Regions from separate parts of the Mus musculus genome. Here region 1 is linked to region 2. Evidence: chromatin contacts called from public Hi-C data. All regions are on one chromosome and are shown on one strand. The core of a region is the stretch at or near the end of the contact, and the rest is flanking DNA. Distances in the headings are between cores, read along the strand shown. Region 1 overlaps Usp38 (ubiquitin specific peptidase 38). Region 2 has its middle 18 kb from the start of Gm31223.

Region 1 (3,446 bases), core at 50-2,549, 63 kb before region 2:
GCCTCATTGCCTTACTAATGTATATAAGATAAATTAAGGACAAGCTGTTTTTGCATCTGTTCAGCTAACTGAAACTAAGAACTAGGCCTGGGTCACAAGGCAGTTAGGCCTGTGTGTAGCTGGTATGACACTGCCCTTTCAGAAGTAAACGGTACACAGAAGCATTTGCTATGGACTTGAGAGATTGTTACTGCCTTCCCTCATTGCTGCCATGTCTATTGACTGACATTCTTCTGTCTTCCAGTACTCAGAAACAAAGGGCTTACTTCTTAGCCCAAGGAAAGTATTTTCAAGTAGCTGTCAGCAGCAAAAACAAACAAGATAAAAGCAGCTGAAAATGCCATCTCAAAGTGTCAGTCCTCTGTGGGGTAAACAGTAGATGGCGACCTTGGTGACCTAGGGTTCTGTTGCTGTGAAGAGATACCATGGCTACAGCAACTATCCTAAAGGAAAATATTTAATTGGGAATGGCATACAGTTCAGAGGTCTAGTTCATTATCATCCTGGTGGAAAACAGGGCTGCATACAGGTAGACATAGTGCTGGAAAAGGAGCTGGGAGTTCTACATCTGGATCAGCAGGCAGCAGGAAGAGCCCTGTCTTGAGCATGAGACTTCAGAGCCTACCTCTAGTGACATACCTCCAAAGCCACGTCTATTCCAACAAGGCCACACCTAATAGTCCCCCTCCCTATGGTCCAAGGGAGTAGGGGTGGCATTTTCTTTCAAACCACCACACTTGGTCTAGAAAAGCTAATCATTTAAGCATAAATGATTTTTCCAGCATCTCTTATTGCCCATTGTTCTGCTGGGGCGTGAAATCATTTGCACTTAGATTTTTATTTCCTTATTTCCTGCTTTACTACGTAAGAGGACTGTGTGTAGTAGTAATTTTCTAGATGGCAACCATGAGATTGAGTTTGACTTTTCACAGTCGGATCATTATGTATTCCCTTTTCGTCCTGACTGTAGGCTGCCATTTCTAAGGGCTGGTACTGGGTACACCAGAGTCATGCTCTGTTTTCATCATAGAATTTGAATACAAGTAATTGACATGCAACTTGAACTCATTGTTCCATTGGCTTTTAAAGTATTTTAAGACAAGCATGATATTTTGTGCCTGTGATCTCAGCACTTGGGATACTGGGGCAGGAGAATTACTGTGAGTTCCTGGCCAGCTTAGGCTATTGAGATTTTTGCCTCAAAAATTTTAAATCTCTTAACAAGATTCTGGAAGGCATTTGTCCCCATGGCTATTTTGTGGATGCTGTGATAAGTGACTCAGAGGAAGGGTTCCTGTGGCTTACAATCCAAGGGCCTTTTCCATCACTGTATCGAGTCATGGTAACAGGAGCAGCTCTCAGCTGTAATGAGAGTTGTCCATCCCTGAGCAGAGAAGGACAGACAGCCCACATTCAGGGTGAGTCTACTTCTACTTAACCCTCTCTAGAGACAACCTCACGTACATACCCAAAATGACCTCCTTGTTTTTCAATAAAGTCAACCATTAAAATTAGCTCTCCCCTGTAGTGTGATGTTTTAAAGGCTGACTGTATGTTCTCTGTCATGTACAGAATGAGTGAGAGCAAAGACAGCTCAAATGTCAGTAGGGAAGTCCCACATTGTGGTGTTGAGTTGTTTAAATAAAAAAATAGTTTTCTCTTTACTTTTTAAACTTTCTTTTCTTTATGATCTAGGACTTTCCTAAGCCCAGTGAAGAAAAGATTAAGCTGATTCTCAATCAAAGCGCCTGGACTTCTCAATCCAATGCTTTGGCATCTTGCTTGTCTAGACTTTCTGGAAAATCTGAAACTGGAAAAACTGGTCTTATTAACCTGGGAAACACGTGTTACATGAACAGTGTTTTACAAGCATTGTTTATGGCTACAGAGTAAGTTTAAATGTGAACTTTCTGATTTGAAGTAGAAGTGAGTGAGTAGGTGCTGAGGAGATGGGAGGAGGAGAGAATCGTCCCTGCTCCCGTGTAAGCAGCGTAAGTGTTCACAGTGCCATCACTTGCCTCAGTTAAAAATGAAACTGCTCTTAATGCCTAGGAACAGTGAAATGCCAGCGTTTCTGATTCTGACGAATTAGCTTGTACATTGTACTTACAATGCCACTGTTTGATTTGTAATCAGTATGACTTGATGTTTTTGTAATGTAACCAAAGGGATTGGCTGAGCCTACTCCAAAAAGTTTATGTGCCCTACACTACTGATGACTGGTGTGTTTTACCCTGTTTCCTTGCCTCTACTGTCCTACTGTATTTTTTTTTAATTCATATATCATAATTTTTTTTTTGCTTTTAGGAAACCTAAGCTTTGATTCCATGCCAAGATGTTGGTTCCTGAACAGATAGGCATTCCTGTGAATTTTCTTTCAAGCCCCTTTTCTTTTGAATGCAACAAACCTGAAATCAGTCCTTAGCTGAGTGACATCCTTGTGCTGGAGACACATCTGCTAGGGTGCCTGCTGCTAGTGCAGCGCCTGCCTGTGCATGACCCCAGCACCTCATAAAGCCAGGCTTGCTGTTGCGCATCTGTAATCTCAGCACTTGGGATAAAGCAGAAAGACCTTTATGGTGATTCGTGTCTACATGATGTGTGTAAGGCTAGCGAAGACTACATGAGGCTCTGTCGTGTCTCCCCTCCCCCCCCAAAAAAAATTGTCCTTGAAGATACAAAATAATTGTCAACTTTTCCTTAAATCGTGCCAATTGAGCTGACCCAAAGATGGAAGCTGTTAGAACTTAAACACTGTTAGGTGTGGGCTCAGCTTTAGGGTTTTGTTGTTTGTCCCAGGCTATGAAACCCAAGTGCCTGGGCTTCCATTCAGTTTTCTTGTTGCTTAGTTTGTATTTGACAACTTGTTTTAAGACAAAGGGATACTCTTAGACACACGTGGTATTAAATGTAAGACTGAAGAGTCCATAGCTCACCACCAGAGGTCACCTTGCTAGCTATGTCATCTTACGGAAAGTAGTGACCTAAGCACTTGTAACTACAGAGTGTTGTGGCAGCCAGTAATGCTATCTCAAAACAGGGAGATCTCTTAAGAAATACATGAATTATTTTCCTTGGTTTAAAAAAATCAAACTTGTAAAAACCAAGATGCATACATTCTCAAACATATCCGCTATGTGCATTGTTTGAGAACTTTTTTGTATAGTTATCTAATACAAAACAGTTGCATATAATTAATGTATGTGTACACACATCTGGAAGGAGCCCTGTTGAAATTTTTCTTGTCAGTCACTTGACATGGTGTTTATCTTTTTTCTTTAAATGTGTTTGTTAGTGCTGGGTGGAGACACGCATGCATCCTATGACGTGTGTGTAGAAGCTGGAAGAAAACTGTAGTCCGTTCTCTCCTTCCACCTTGCCACGGGTTCCTGACTAGAGCTCGGGTCATCAGGCTCTCATGGCAGGCACCTTTCCCAGCAAGCCAC
Region 2 (3,743 bases), core at 620-3,119:
CAGCTGCTTTCACAATATGTGAGAGTTTAGCAGTTGCTACAGAGACCAAGTGGCCAGTAAGCCTAATGTATTTACTACTTTGCCTTTTAGAATAAAGTCTGCCAAACTTCTGTCACATACATTTTGGCCTCAAAACCAGTTGGTGGCAATTTTTTGGAAAAAAAAATTAATAGACATTTACTTACTCCTACTGATTGAAGCTCTGATCATTACTCTTGAACATCTCTTCAGTCTTCCCTGTAAAGATTCGATTTGGAGCTAACTCAGTTGGTACAAGGTCTGCCCAGCAAGCTTCAGATCCCAGGTTCAGATCCTGAGCACCCACAGAGCGGTGCCCTGATGGCAGAGAGGAGTGGATCGCTGAAGCTCACTGGGCAGCCAGCTATGTAAATCAAAGTGCCCCAGGTTCAGCAAGAGATTCTGTCTCAAAAATGAAGATGGTTCTCCACTGATAAAAAACACCCAAGCAGACGTGGTGGCACACACCTCCGATCCCAGCACTTGGGAGGCAGAGACAGGCAAATCTCAGTGAGTTTGAGGCAGCCTGGTCTACAGAGCTCTAAGACAGCCAGAGCCACACAGAGAAACCCTGTCTCAAGAAATAAAATTTAAAAAAAAATAAGGAGAGAGAGCGAGCATGCACCCAATATTGACCTCTGACCTCCACATGCACACGCACATAGACACTAGCAAGCAAGCTCACGACATATAACAAGAATGCCCAAGTTTGCACCTCAAGAGCTCATTCATACTTTATCATGCTAGCAACCAAGTCATGTATTTATTTTTTACTTCAGTCCATTTTTTTTTAATTTATTGAACACGGAAAAGCAGAGCCCAAAGACCTGAGATGTGACTGCTGACTCCTTGGTCCTCTTGGAGTTTCTGCTATAATTGAGCACAGGAAAAGAAGGACAGAAAGTACACTTAAAAACAGAAAAAGGAAGCTGGGCAGTGGTGGCACACGCCTTTAATCCCAGCACTTGGGAGGCAGAGGCAGGTGGATTTCTGAGTTCGAGGCCAGCCTGGTCTACAGAGTGAGTTCCAGGACAGCCAGGGCTATACAGAGAAACCCTGTCTTGAAAAACAAAACAAAACAAAAAACAAACAAACAAACAAACAAACAAACAGAAAAAGGAATACTTTGCAGGCTGAGTCTAGGAATAAAGTTAGGGCAAAGTCAATAGCGCCACACCACACCACACCACACCACACCACACCACACCACACCACACCACACCACACCACACCACACCACACCAAACTACACATACCACACACCACACAACAACAAAGTAGAATTCTGTCTGAATGGCTCACTTCTGATGTCTCCTTCCAGTGCTTTCTGCTGCCTGCTTTCCTTTGACAGTCACTCTGCTGACCTGGCAACCCAGCATCATTATGTAAAACGTTCTGGGAATCTAACAGCCGGTTCCCAGCATCCTGAGTCTAGCCCCCAAGCATTATTCATAATGTTAATGTCATCACTCTGAGCCAATTGCACTCCCATAATGCCCTTCAAGCAGTGAGGGAAAACAAAAAGCCTAGAGGAACATCTATCCTACAGAACTCAACGGTTGGCATCCTCGTTGCAGTGGCCAGCTAAGTAGCTTCAGTGTTTTGGACTCTCAGAGTTACCTCCTGGTTGGCCCTTTTTGAGGTTTCCCGTGGTATCCTACAGCTCATGATGCTGTTAGGACACTACAGAGATTTGATAAACGAATGTAGTATAGCTGGGGATAGAATTCAGTTGCTTTGTTAGTGTTGTGCTTGGCTAGAATGCAAGAAGCCCTGGATTCTATCCCAGCAAGGCATGAACTGGGTGTGGCGGTACACACCTATAATTCCAGCACATGGGGTGGATGCAGGTGACTCAGGAATTCAGAGTCATCCTTGGCTATAATCATAGTATGTATGCTGGCCTTGTTCATAGAGCCCTAGGTTCAATCCCCAGCATCAAAACCCAGCTGTGATGGCACACACCTGTAATCCCAGAGCTCAAGAGAGGGAGGCAGGAGGACTAAGAGTACACAGGGTCATCTTGGACTACACACCACCTATAACAGGGTCATCTTGGACTACACACCACCTATAAGGCCAGCCTGAGCTACATGAGATCCTGTAAAAGGAAGAAGACGGAAGGAAAAGAGGAATGGGGGAGAGGGAGGGAGGGACAGAAGGAGGGAGGGAAGCAAGGTGGAAGGGAGAGGGAGTGGAAGAAGGGTACTATTAACACAGCTGGCAGAATGCTCTTCTATGGACAATGAAGGAGAGTTTTCTTAGCCCAGATCAGCTTTTGTAGTTGCAAATTCTCTGTCTTCACGTGGTCTTCAGAGGTTGGCTTTCTTTTCCAATCACCAGCCTTAATCCAATCACTTTCCATCAGGAAACTATTCTCTACACTCTAAATACACAACCCACCCCTTAAAATGAATTATATCTCTCCATTTTCCCAGCCTCCCAGGTTTCCAACCCACGTAATATTTTCTAGTATCTGTCAAAGTCAAAGGACTTTCTCACTTCCACCTTGCTTCCCTCCCTCCCTCTGCCCCTCCCTCCCTCTCCCCCATTCCTCTTTTCCTTCCGTCTTCTTCCTTTTACAGGATCTCATGTAGCTCAGGCTGGCCTTATAGGTCGTGTGTACACCATGAGTGGACCTGCTTTTCAGGCCAGAGTGGAATGTACCTGCATTTTGACAAGCTTAGATGGAAGGAAATAACTTAAATCAGGTTTAAAACTATCTTGTCTGTTTGGCTGGTATTTTGGTTTTTAGATGCTTCCAGAAACAATAACTATGATCCATGAGAGTGTCTACTTTGGAAGTTGTTTTTAATCTTCAGCGTTCTCTGTGTAATCTTGAAATGAGAACACTGGGGACTCAGGTAATTGTTCTAACTTCACATCTGGCTTAACTGTTCGATCCTGGGGTTGCAAGATCAGTATGGAACATTCTCTTTGAGACTCTTTTTGGTTTTTGTTGTTGTTGTTTTGTGTTTGTTTGTTTTTATTTTTGAGACAGGGTTTCTCTGTGTATTCCTGGCTGGAACTGGCTTTTTAAAGCAAGCTGGCCTCGAACTGACAGATATCTCCCTGTCTCTGCCTCCTGAGTATTTTGATTAAAGGTGTGTGACACCACCACTAGGCAAGACTCTTAATGATATACTAGAGATGATCTATAATGAGATGGAGCAGGATAAAAGTTTCAAAATTCAAACAACTTGGACTTGTTCTAACTTCACATCTGGGTTTCATGAGACCTTGTCTTAAAACAAACAAACAAACATACAAACAAACAACAACAAAAACAGTGTTTGCCACACAAGCATGAAGCCTTGCGTTCAGAGCCTCAGGACCCACACAGAAACCAGACATGGTGGTAGGTGACTATTATACAGACAGGCAGATCCCTGGAGCTCCCTGGCCAGCCAGTCTCCCTAATCACTAAGTTCCATGTTGAGTGGAGAGACCCTGTGTCAAAAAATAAGTGGAGAGCAATTGAGGGAGACAGCTGAACTTGACTGTTGCCTTCACAAGCAGCCATACATGCCTGTGCTCACACTCATGTTATCACATATGGGGGGGGGGGCAGGGCATCCCAAGGAAAAGAAAGGAAAAACATCTGTCAAGTTTGGGAAGGAGCTGAGTCAGCAGTTGCAAGCAAGCTCCACTGAAGCCTGAAAGCATGTAGCAACCTGAGTTTTTTTCTTTTAAAAAACACACACAGCAACTTTTATCCAAAGATC

Evidence for each region. A called contact is a pair of places that touch in the nucleus more often than the background predicts.
Region 1: a contact with region 2 is called in a Hi-C map of epidermal suprabasal cells, with 2.8 times the contacts expected there. The contact joins two enhancer-like sites. A contact is called at or near these places in 2 of 39 promoter capture datasets (the C10 cell line and HPC-7-derived erythroid cells), 2 of 15 datasets of contacts at CTCF or cohesin (large pre-B cells and pro-B cells), 6 of 484 Hi-C or Micro-C datasets (the C10 cell line, cerebellum, epidermal suprabasal cells and 3 more) and 3 of 115 datasets of contacts at active chromatin or transcription factors (the HPC-7 cell line, embryonic stem cells and large pre-B cells).

The regions. Positions count from the first base shown.
Region 1 is chr8:80,991,639-80,995,084 of GRCm38.p6, reverse strand. It overlaps Usp38 (ubiquitin specific peptidase 38), which reads left to right. Exons shown (of 10, transcript NM_027554.2): 6 at 1,696-1,889. Among named protein-coding and RNA genes, the nearest start is that of Usp38, 22 kb to the left of the region's middle. Within about 2 kb of position 1,299, at least 15 of the 459 cell types and tissues checked have an H3K27ac peak or open chromatin away from gene starts, as enhancers often do. A contact at or near this core is called in epidermal suprabasal cells, where this site is marked.
Region 2 is chr8:80,928,882-80,932,624 of GRCm38.p6, reverse strand. No RefSeq gene overlaps it. Among named protein-coding and RNA genes, the nearest start is that of Gm31223, 18 kb to the left of the region's middle. Within about 2 kb of position 1,869, at least 5 of the 459 cell types and tissues checked have an H3K27ac peak or open chromatin away from gene starts, as enhancers often do. A contact at or near this core is called in epidermal suprabasal cells, where this site is marked.